2 separate regions of the Gossypium hirsutum genome follow, and region 2 is linked to region 1. A link is a contact called in public Hi-C data. All regions are on one chromosome and are shown on one strand. Each heading gives the region's core, a stretch centred on a gene start, on an enhancer-like site or on the middle of the called end of the contact. The rest is flanking DNA. Distances are from core to core; before and after follow the strand shown.

Region 1 (5,965 bases), core at 2,255-4,754:
TGATTTGCTCATTTACTTCAAATCAAAAATAACTTTTTTCTTTTCTTTTTCCGTATGCTTTGTGCTCAGTCCTATTAAGCATGAAAAAAGGGCATTGGAGATGATTGGGAAGAAGCTGAAAAAGAATAGCGTAGCTCTTGATATTGTCGATTTTGGTGAGGACGAAGATGGAAAGCATGAAAAAATGACAACCCTGCGATCAACTGTAAGATTAAGATGCAACCATCAAGTACTTTTGAAAGATTAAGATGCAATTTACTGGAGAAATTCAATGCATTTACTTTTATTGATCTGTTTATGCTTTTTTGTTGTTGAAAAACCAATGATGATGAGTAATGGATGTTTGGTTCTGGAACATCTTGTTTGAAGAAATTGTAATGACAGTTGAAGAGGATGTGAGAGGAGACATTGATGTGATGATTTTACAATTATATATTTGTCATTAAACCATATTTGACTATGATATTAAGTTTTGGTGCTAAATCGCCGTTGGTACAACAATCTAATAGACGTCTACTTCAAATTAGACTATGTTCCTGGTTTGGATTGTGTGTCACTTTTAGAAGGAAATCTGATTAAAAGCATAGAACATATGTGCAGACCATGAGAGAAAATTGCAAAATCTTACTGTTGTATACTCCCTTGGCCTCAAAGCAGATGGTTGAAGATTATTACATTATAGGATCCCACATCAGCTGGAATTTGATTAACTGAAAGTGCTTAATTTTTCAGTGAGCTAGTTTTTCTTTTTTTTTTGTGAATGTGGCTTTATATTTAATCGTTTGGTTATCTGCTAGTTGTCGCATAGTGCTTCAAATCTGATAGGATCGAAATAGGAAAAAGTAGCTAAGAGTTGGCAAACTAGAAAAACAAAATGAAACCCATACACTGGATTCGTTGCAAAGCATGAAAATATGGCAGCACCAGTCGCAACAGCAACAATAAGGGAATCTAGTTACAAAGCGAAGGCCTCATACACTGGATTCGTTGTTTGCCAATATGAAAAAAGAGCAAATGAATGGTCTGCACAATGTAACGGCAGCAGTAGACAAAGAATGCCATGGAGAAGAGGGAGGCCGATTTGGCAACTGATGGGGTTGTGAGACATAGTATTCCCTCTGTGTATGATAATCATCGTTGTGTTGATGATATTTTGTTAACTTTTTATGTTTGTAATATTTGGATGGTATAATGATATGATAGAATGTCATTACAATGTTATAACTTTTTGATGTTGTAAAATTTTATAACATATGGATTATGACATATAAACTAATGAAATCATGTAACTTTTTGTTAATATATGAATATTATGTTTGGATGTGAAATATAATTCTCAAGTTATTTATTACTTCTAATATTTTTGTTTTTTATTGTAGAATAATTAAATTATTTGTTTCACTAATGATATTTTAGCATATTAAATATGTATTGCAATTTAAAAATAATAAAGTAGATTATATATTATTTTTATAGTATTATATATTATGATTTTTTAATTCATATAATAATTTTTTAAGAATTTTATTAAATTATATATTATTTTATTAAATTATATTTAATAATAATTATGTTAAAATATGGTTACATTATTTATTATTTTTATTAAATTATTTTTAATAATAATCTTATTAAAATTTAATAACAATAACCATAATCATCTACCTAAAAAAATTCTGCTAAGGGTATTCTAATCATTTTAGTTTTTTTCCTTATGCTATTACAACATCATTCCATTCAACCAAACACAAGAATACTATTACAGTTCTATTCCATTACATTCAACCAAACAATTGAATTACTGATTACAGCTTTATTCCATTACAGTTCTATTTAATTATAGCTTTATCCTATTACAGTGAACCAAATGTACCCTAACAGTTTTAAAAATAAAAATACAGGTTAGCTGAACCAATTGCAACGATATCAAAAATATAAAAATCATAAAAAAAAATGGGTTAGAAATGGCTTAAATGCAAGAAACACAAGCTTCAACGGAAAGCATGGTTGTTTTCCCCCCTTTTACAAAGCTCAAACGGTGAAAATAAAGAAATGGGGTTGAAGATGACCTTTTATTTTAATATTATTTACCTAGTTTTTAACTTAAAAAATTAACATTTATTTGTTTAGGAATTAAGCACTAACAGTATAAACCTTAGCACTACGATATATTTATTTAAAAAAATTAACATTTACTATTTAAGTCACTTAAATAATAAAAATTAATAATGATTAATTTTTATAGTTTTTATGATTTAGTCATTTTTCTTTAATTAACTATCAAATCATTAAAATTACCAAACCAAGCTTCAATCCACTAATACAATAACTCCGTAACATATTTAATAAAAATATTTACGACCTTAGCTTGTGAAAACGAGGTCCTAATACCTCATTTTTCAAAATCACTAACTTTCGGTACATACCACTTATACTTTAACTAACTGAACAATTAATAAAATCTATTAAATCACAATTCACTATTATAATATATTTAAATCATAAATATTAATTAAATATATCTATAGACTCACTCGTCGTAATTGTGGTCCCAAAATCATTATTTTCGACACTACTGAAAAACGGTCTATTACATTAAGGATACTACTTTGGTGGAGGTGGAGAAAAAGAATAAGTTCATTATACTGGAAAGCCCTTTTGTTTTTTCCTATGATTATGATCTCAAACTTATGTATGGGGTTTATAAAGCATCCTCTTCCAGTATCATGAAACTTGAACCCAGAACCACATAATCACTGTCAACTGGGGGCGGAGTTATACTTCAACCTGTGATCGTATAACCACCATCAACTAGGAGCCCTAATTATATTTCAACATGTGAGTATATAACCACCGTGAACTGGGAGTTTGAGTTGCAATGCGATGAGATTCTAAGGTAATGGTTCCATCCCCACATGATAGATCAAATATATGGGTCTCCGAGCACATCGCATTACCGAGAACTCAAAGATACTTTAAAATTATCAAAATGTCTACCTTAAACACAAACAAAAATAAATCTTTCTCCTAAAATCATTCTCTACAAACACAGACACCCAATACAAAAAAAAATAGAAAACACAACTTTTAGGAAATGTTTTCTACTAAGGTGTTAGCTAGGGGGCTGAAAGCGCACCCTAATTCCTACCGGACGTGTTTTTTAGTTTCTCTCTCTAAAATTGACTTATTCCTTTAAATATTAAAAAAATCGACCTAAAACTCTAATTATTTTTTAAAGACGATATTTTTATCAAAATTACCCATTATTTTCCACTTTATATAAAAAATGGTACCAAATGCTTAAACAACTTCATTTTTATTTATTTCATAATTAAGTTAGTATATAATATAAATAAACTTAGATTGAAAAGTTATAATATAATGTATAAAAAAACAAACTATGAAATCCCAAAACTATATGAACCGCCGAAATTGAAGTGGAGGGAATAAGTGATAGCCACTTTAGAATATCAATAACGAAGCGGCGGCGCGCAGCCCGGTCATTTCACTAACTCACCCTTCTCCACGTGTTTTTATGTCATTGGATATATGTTTCCATATTCAACCAAAAAAACAAAAAGAAGATTTTCAATTCCCAAAATTTCCTACAAATATATTTTTACCTTATTATATCACGACGAATTTCCCAGAAAAAAAAAGAATTTAAAGATTTAAGAGTCGTAGTGGTGCAAAATGGATTTAATAGAAGTTTGGGATTTTCTGGATTATAGTTTCATCGATGAAAATACATCTCCAGATATACTTTTGCCCAATTACAGGTTTTTTTCCCTAAAGAATTTCGATTTAATCTAGGTTTTGTTTTTCTCAGTAACTTGTTATAATTCAGTATTTTTTCCCCTTGAGATTTGAATTTGGATTACAATTATTGTTCCAGTAGCGGTAGGGAAATTGTTGTTCATGAAGAAAAGGAATTCGTCGATAGAGATTGCTCGCGCAAGAGGTATTGTCTCAATCCATATTTCAATGTTTCTCTAATTTCTTAGCGGTTTATGGGTATTTAATTGTCGAATATAATATAAAGTAGGTTTTTTGTTCGGACCCATGACGCTTAGTTCTTAGAACAAAAAACAAAAAACAAACTTTTTTTTTTTGCTTCATGTTTACTTGTTATTGAATTTGACATCAATTGCAATAAAAAATTCGTGTTGTTTTTTTTTGAAGTTTTCATATTAGTTTTGTATGATTTATTCTTAAAATCTTAATTTGAAAGACTGATATTAGAAATTGATGGCATTTATAGGGGACGCAGTGGATCATGCAGCAGGCCAGGGACTAAAGCTTGCCGTGAGAAATTAAGACGGGAGAAATTGAATGAAAGGTATGTATTTTTTTTTGGGTAAAAGTACCATAAAGGCCCCTATACTAAAAAAATGAGCAAATTAGTCTCTGTACATTAGATCAAATAGTAAATTAGTCCTTAATATTAAAAAATCTATTTATTTGTATTGTAAAAACTATTTTTCCTTAATGGAATAACCAGACAGTGACATGCCATGTTTACGTCATGCTAACATAAAGAGATCAATTTTTAACTATAGAAATGGATGAAATTTTTAATAGGACGGGTTTGCTCTCTAATCTAACGTATAATGACTAGTTTGCTTATTTTTTGAGTAGAGGGGGCAAAATGCAATCTGATTCCTACTACAGGGGCTTTTATGGTACTTTCACCATCTTCTTCCATTAGTTTCTTCATGAAATTGTTCCAACCTTTTATACTTTCTTTCTAATTTTTGAAGCAAAGATATTGTTTTTGGTTAATATTGCATTTTTTTTCTGTTCTTTTCTGGTATTCATATTGGTTAACATTTTATCAAAGGTACACTTTTTACAGCACATTAATCAGGCTGTGAATGTCAAAGAATCAGATTTTGTTATTCTCTTGTAGGTTTCTGGATCTAAGCTCTACTTTGGAACCTGGGAGACCTGCCAGGACTGACAAATCCGCAATACTGGATGATGCAATCAGAGTTCTGACCCAACTAAGAACTGACGCTCAGGAGCTCAAAGAAACAAATGAAAAGCTATTGGAGGAAATAAAAAGTTTAAAGGTTAGTTTTCCTTCTCTTTAGGTAAAACTAGATATTCACATCATCTTTGTTCTATAATTTGCTCAAATCTTCAGTAAACTGCTAGTCTTTTAACTCTTTGATTTGTTAAGCAGCATTCTTTGGCCTCTGAACCATGTAAGGTGTATGTTGCTGACTTTAATTTTGGTTTATCAGTATCGTTTGAATCAGTTTACCGTGTTGAGATGCATAGACGAAAATTGATAAGTTAATTGTTGTGCTCATTTGTGATACAATTTGGTGTAGCTGACATCCTGTTCAGTGCCATGTCTTGATCAATGCAAATTTTAATCATTTGCATTTGTATGCAACTAATAAATGGAAATATCGTAGACTTGTCTAGCTTAAAACAAGTTGGTCTTTAACTGAATTAGCGACAAAAAGAAATCTTTGAAAAGTTGAGCTTGGAAAGCAGGCATACTAAAGTTCCAGACCTTTAAAATTGCCTGAGACATGTAGATACTGATTTTGTTGATGAATGGTTTCTGTTGTTTCCAATTGCATCGTATATTATACTATACTGTCTTCATTTTCTTTCCCATTTTCCTTTGTTAATTTCCCACTACAACAGGCTGAGAAGAATGAAATTCGTGAGGAGAAGCTTGTACTGAAGGCAAATAAAGAAAGGATAGAGCAACAGCTGAAAACATTGAACGTTTCAGCAGCTGGATATCTTCCTGCTCACCCAGCAGGGTATCATGCCGCGGCAAACAAGATGGCAATTTTTCCTGGTTATGGTTTGGTCCCAATGTGGCAATATTTACCTCCATCAGCACGGGATACGTCTCAAGATCATGAGCTTAGGCCCCCTGCAGCGTAGTGCTTTTTTCTTCATTTTGAATTCGAGTATCCTCGCATGGTTTTGGCCTTGGCTG
Region 2 (5,965 bases), core at 2,408-4,907, 340 kb before region 1:
AAATGAAGCAATAATACTTTGATCTTCAACAAATGAAAGCTGGTCATACATATACTTTCCTATGAAAAGGTGCTTTTTTATGTTGCATAAACTTTTTTACTTGAATGAAAAGAACAAATCAAATTAGGACATGTTACTAAATTAACTAAACATAGAAGAGTCTAGATATGCATGCAAAGAGCTCCATCTATTAGAAAGTTGAAAATAAAATCAGTTTATTAGGTTTAGACTATAAATAAATTATACTTACCCTCAATTCTCCATCTCAAAATTAATATTTTTCATTTTAATTTCTTTTATTAAATGTACTGTTGTGATATTTTGAAATAAAAAAAACCCACAAGGTAACTATCTAACAAAAAATTAACGTTATAATGAATTTAAATTTAATAAAAAAATTTTAACCGTATTCATATTTAGACATAAAATTTAAAATCTAAAAAGAAGAGAAATTAATTTTCATGAAATAAAAATAGATAAACTAAGATATAAAAACTTAGAAATTACTCCTGCTTAAACTGTTTTACAAACTTAAAATTTTTATTGAATTTCTTTTAATATTGTTATTATTATACATCTGCTATGAAAATAGAAAGGAGTCAAAAGAAAACAAAAGATTTTACTGTTTTAGTAAAAGGGCAACCAAAATTTTCAATTTGCTTTGTATAGTTTATACCTGTTTTACCCGTCGGTGTGCGAAATTTATCACCAACTAGTGCAAATATATTAATAAAATAAGTAGCCGTTTCTGGACTTTAGAATCTTTGGACGGTTTTGGGCTTTAGCTCTCTACTCTATAACATGCTTAATATATACAATCAATTTTAAAAAGTTATTACGTATTTTTTTAATATTTTACTATATTTTTATAAAATATTTATCAATTTTTTTGACTTACTTATAAAATTAGTAATATTATATTAAAATTATTATTTATATATTAAAAAAAGTTACGAGAAATCTATTTTGAGATCACATTTTAAGTTATAATGATAAAATAAAAAGGATTACATAATGTTAATATATACCTAAAGGAAAGGGTTAAAAAGATTGAGTTTCAATATATATATTGTAACGAAAATGGAAGATTTACCACATGAAGTTAGAGTTGAACTCAAATGGAAGTATTGAGTCTTAATTTTATAAGAAGAAATATAACTGATGCGGCAATCATTCCATACTATTCTCGCCAAAAAAAAAAAAAAATCATAAACAACCGTTACAAAATTCAATCAAATTCATAAAAGAAATATATACGGATAAGAATTATATATAATGTGACTTAAATTAAGATAAATTTTAAAAATCACCATATAATTTATACAATTTAAGATTCCAACTTAAAATCTCAAATTTTTAATATTTATTACAAAGACTTTCAATGTAATTGAATATTTTATATTAAAAGATTTCTGTCACTTTATTTTATTTTTAAGTAATTAAAAATTCAAATTTAATTGCATTTTCACACACTATTAAGGCTGGTTTATTTTTTATAAGTTATTTTAATATAAAATTGTTTCAAAGTAAATTATTATTATTATTAAATATGAGAATCTAATTTTAGTTTCCATTTGATAGTAAATCAATTTAATTGCAACTGAAGAAAAATCTAAAACGCAAACTCGACAAACTTTCAAATTATTTGCTCTTTGGATCTTTCCTGAGATATTGTCAATTACTTTATTATTATTTTATACATTTAATAATTTTAAACACAATATAAAGAAAAACACTGTAAATATGACCATTTTAAAAAAAAGATAATATAATTTAATGTACGCGTGATTGAAAATATATAGAAGTAAATATATTATATTCGTACAACTTACACAAAAAAAAAAAAAAAACAAACAAACTACGACATGCTAATACATATATATTTGAAAGAGATCTAATGTTTTCATTTCTATTAAAAAGTATTTTTTTTCATAAAATCTAATATTTTCATTAAACTGAATCTCATGTTCCATTATTGACAATTAATTTGAATGAAGTTGCCTTTCGGTTTACATCTAGCCTATAGATAAAATTATTAAGAGCTACGTATCTTAATTCTAGAAGTGTCTTATTTAAGTATATATTTATTAGTAAATCATAACCTATGTATTTATATACTAATGCTTTTTTATGTGATTATCATGTTTAAATCTCCATATATTTATACAACTTTTAATAATCCCAACAAACTACATCTTCCAACTTTATTAAAACAATTTACATGCTATTTAAGTATCAATTAAGTTGGTATCATTGTAATCAAATCAAATTAAACATGTAATATCTTCAAATGTATGAATAATTTAGGAATTGTATAAAAAATTTATAATATATTGATCTCAACACATATTTATATTTATGTTAGAGCATAAGGGTGATAATGCAAAGATATTATTCTCTTTGGATATTGTGAATACCTCATAATTTTGTATTCCAATCTAAACAGCTAATTCCTAAATAGACGAAATCATTGCATTTGAAAAATTTTGCATAGAAAAACTCATACCTATTTAAAATAGGTATCTATTATTATATTGAAATATTTCGCTGAATTATTATCACTTTCAAACTAGATTATCAACTCAATAATAAATTTACCAAAAACCTTTCGCTATAATCTTATTTTAGATTAATTTTGTGTTTTCATATAAAATCTAAAAATATACTTTTGCATGCCAAAATATTAAGAATAAATAGAGATGAACAATAGTATATGTTGGTGTGAATTAGTAAGGTGAAGCAGTTTGAGTCAAAAGTTGTTCCAAGTAATCTGCACCTAAATCCTCAATCACCATCACATTGTTTATCCTCGCATCTCTTTCCTTCTTACTTCTACTGGTCCTTTTCCTTCTCATAGAATGTGTTCTCTTTAAAGCCACCACCGGCGAACACCCTTCTTCTTGGTTACACTTCATTTCCTCCAGTGACTCCCTCACTCTTTCCACAGGAAAGTTGAGTATGGCGGCGCTGCCTCTCATAGCAAAAGCGGCTTGATCATAAGCCAGAGCTGCTGCCTCTGCACTCTCAAATGTTCCAAGCCATACCCTTGTCCCATGCCTGGTTGAGTCCCTTATCTCCGCCGCGAACTTCCCCCACGGCCGCCTTCTTACTCCTCGGTAAGACTTTTCTTTCGTCGGACTACCCTTTTCCGTTGAGCTTGATGTTTCCGTTTTGACCTCGGTGAGTAGGCCATATAAAAGCATCTCCTCGGAGTCGTTTTCGTTGAAAGGAAGAGAGTTGTGGTTGAACGGAGAAAATTCCGGCGACCCGAATGATGATTCCGATGAGGAAATGGAATTTGGGGACTCAAGCAGGAAAGAATCCATTGATCTGCTCTGTTTTTATTTTTTCAACTCTGTTTTTTTTGGTGCAAGTGTAGGGGGTTTAAAGCAGAGCAGTAGTTTAAGATTTGGCTCCTTTATATACTTCAAATTAAGGGAGGGAGGAATTAAACGTAAAATACGACAGCGTAAAAAGGATTAACTAGTGGCGAGGGAAGATGACGTGGCATTATTTTATTGAATATTTTTAAGGTTAAATGAACACGGGGTTAATTGGAGCAAGGCGGCTAAGTCAAAGCAAGTGACGTCACTACATGATCTCAGCTTTGGTTGGGAAGCTACCATGGGGTCTTGTCCACGTGGATGATGGTGACAACTCAGCTTGGCAGTTGGAAATAACGGTTTATATTATGTGAATAAAAATTCGAAAAATAAAATAAAAAAAAGTCTCATAAGTGTTACAAGTATCAAACTATTATAACACGGATTAATCAAGCACTTACATAATGAAATCAAACAATTATAAGTGTAAATAAATTTAAAACTATCACAATTCAGACAAAAGTTAATAAACTGGACTAAAACCCAAACATAATAATTACACATTATGAAACTTGAAGACCACATATATATATATATAATAAATCTCAAACTTAGATACTCAAAATTTAAGAGCTCTCATTTTGTCAACTAAATCAAAGTATTAATGATATCTAATTTTCTTTTTTAAAGAAGGTATGAATTTTTTGAAAATCAAACTAAAAATTAATATTAATTAAAAACTTCAAACATAATTTTTTATCACATAATTCATAATTAAATAGATGAATTCATTTTTTAACACTAATGAGCTTCACCTTTTTTTAATATAATATTTGATTTGCATTGTTAGGAATGGATATGCATTTTATTTATGGTTGTTCAATGAATGGGGGCAAACATGCAGAGGACTTAGTCACACATGTCCCGACAATGAAAAGCACCATCTGTTTAGTATCAATTCTACCATCTATTTTGTGTCAAATTCCTCTTGTAGATGGAAATTGGAAAAAAACAAAAAGAAAAGAAATAACTGCAATGGCTTCATCAGGTTGGATTGAATTAAGATGTTAAAAATAATTAATTATTTTAAATTTTGATTAACTGAATTCGATCCTCTATGCTCATATTTATATATTTTTGTTAATTTAAATAAAATAATAATTAAATTGAATTAAAAAATATGTATATAATACATAAAAAAAACAGGTAAAAACAAATTATTATAAATTTGATTTAAGTAGTAGAGTTTAAGCTCAGCCTATATTTTAAACAAACAGAAATTTTTTTTCAAAATTAATTTTTCAGACCTAATTTCTTTTTATTCAAATATTCTTAAATATTGGATATAAATTCGAGTTTGAACAAATAGATTCAGCATTACAATTTTTATTACATATTGTTTAAATTATTTCTAACCTTAAACTTATGCACTTAATCGTATTCCAACTTATATATATTGCTGAAACAATAACAACATCAATTGAAAGAATGAAACAATGGACGATGACAGGTTGAGTCCTCAATCATACAACGCTTGTTTAGTATTTCATTATCCCCCGAGCCATTCACGGAGGAATTGAGGCAAAAATAGAGAGAAGGAAAAACTTGTTAAATTGATATAAATATATGACATCAATCTTAATTTAAGTGTAAACATGATGGTTCCTCTTAATAAAAGTCAAGATGACCCATGACTGCAAATTGAAACGTGGACTGAATGTTTAAATAAAAGGTTTAAGAATCTCCATGGATCCTTCACTCCACAATATATACATTAATTCCTTGGGAGTTTAATAACGAAATGGAAGTTGTTAGTACTCTGATTCTACCATTTCTCGTACAGTTGAAACTAGAAACTGTGTTCCAGCCGCATTTTGGAATTTTACTGTGAGCTCTAGAAAACGCATTAAAATTTTAAAATTTTTGAGGTTTATCAAAAAAAATTTAGGTTTAAAAAACACTAAAAATTTTAATAAATCTGAAAAATTTTGGTATGAACTTGGAGCTCACTGTAAAATTTTCCGTTGTTTTATCATTTCATTTTCTTCCCCTTGATATGGACCTGGGTAGGTTTTTTTTTTGTTTTGTTTATAATCTGTTTAGATTTAATTACTATAAAATATATAAATATTAGTATTGTTAAAATTAGATATCGATAATGACAATATAGAACGATCGCAAAGCAATAAAAAAAGAAAAAGAAAACACACATATTTTATATGGAAACCCTTTAGGGAAAAAATCACGGGCAGAGGAGAATAAATTCACTAATATTGAAATTTGAATAATACAATAGGAGTTTCAACTATATGTATTTAAAGGTTGAAAAATCTTATTCGGCCCTTAGCCTTAAGCCCTACACTGATCCCCTTGTTTTGCCACTGTATTTTCTTTAACAAAGATTTGAATTACACAATTCTAACAATCTCCACATTGACACGAATTCTCAACGAACAAGTTCTCCACCTCTTCCACAAAACCCGTAAAAGAGTATTCCTCAACAAAGAATACCAACCAAGTCCAAGCAATGCTCAAACTTGGTTATAGGAAGTGAATTTGTAACAACCCGTTTTCAATGAAATCGAAACAGTGGTTTCGGGACTACAAATCCGAATCAGAAAGAAAATTTATTTTAATATTAT

What was found. Hi-C and Micro-C count contacts between places; a contact is called where the count stands out from the background.
Region 2: a contact with region 1 is called in a Hi-C map of leaf, with 2.1 times the contacts expected there. The contact joins the promoter of LOC107915847 here to the promoter of LOC107914905 in region 1. A contact is called at or near these places in 2 of 34 Hi-C or Micro-C datasets (hypocotyl and leaf).

Annotation. Positions count from the first base shown.
Region 1 is chrD10:42,241,518-42,247,482 of Gossypium_hirsutum_v2.1, reverse strand. LOC107914905 (transcription factor bHLH104) reads left to right here and starts at 3,504. Exons shown (of 5, transcript XM_016843953.2): 1 at 3,504-3,779; 2 at 3,896-3,961; 3 at 4,262-4,339; 4 at 4,910-5,072; 5 at 5,662-5,965. The coding sequence starts at 3,694. The coding sequence ends at 5,910.
Region 2 is chrD10:42,582,717-42,588,681 of Gossypium_hirsutum_v2.1, reverse strand. It overlaps LOC107915847 (ethylene-responsive transcription factor 1B), which reads right to left and starts at 3,657. Exons shown (of 1, transcript XM_041102481.1): 1 at 2,697-3,657. The coding sequence starts at 3,326. The coding sequence ends at 2,727.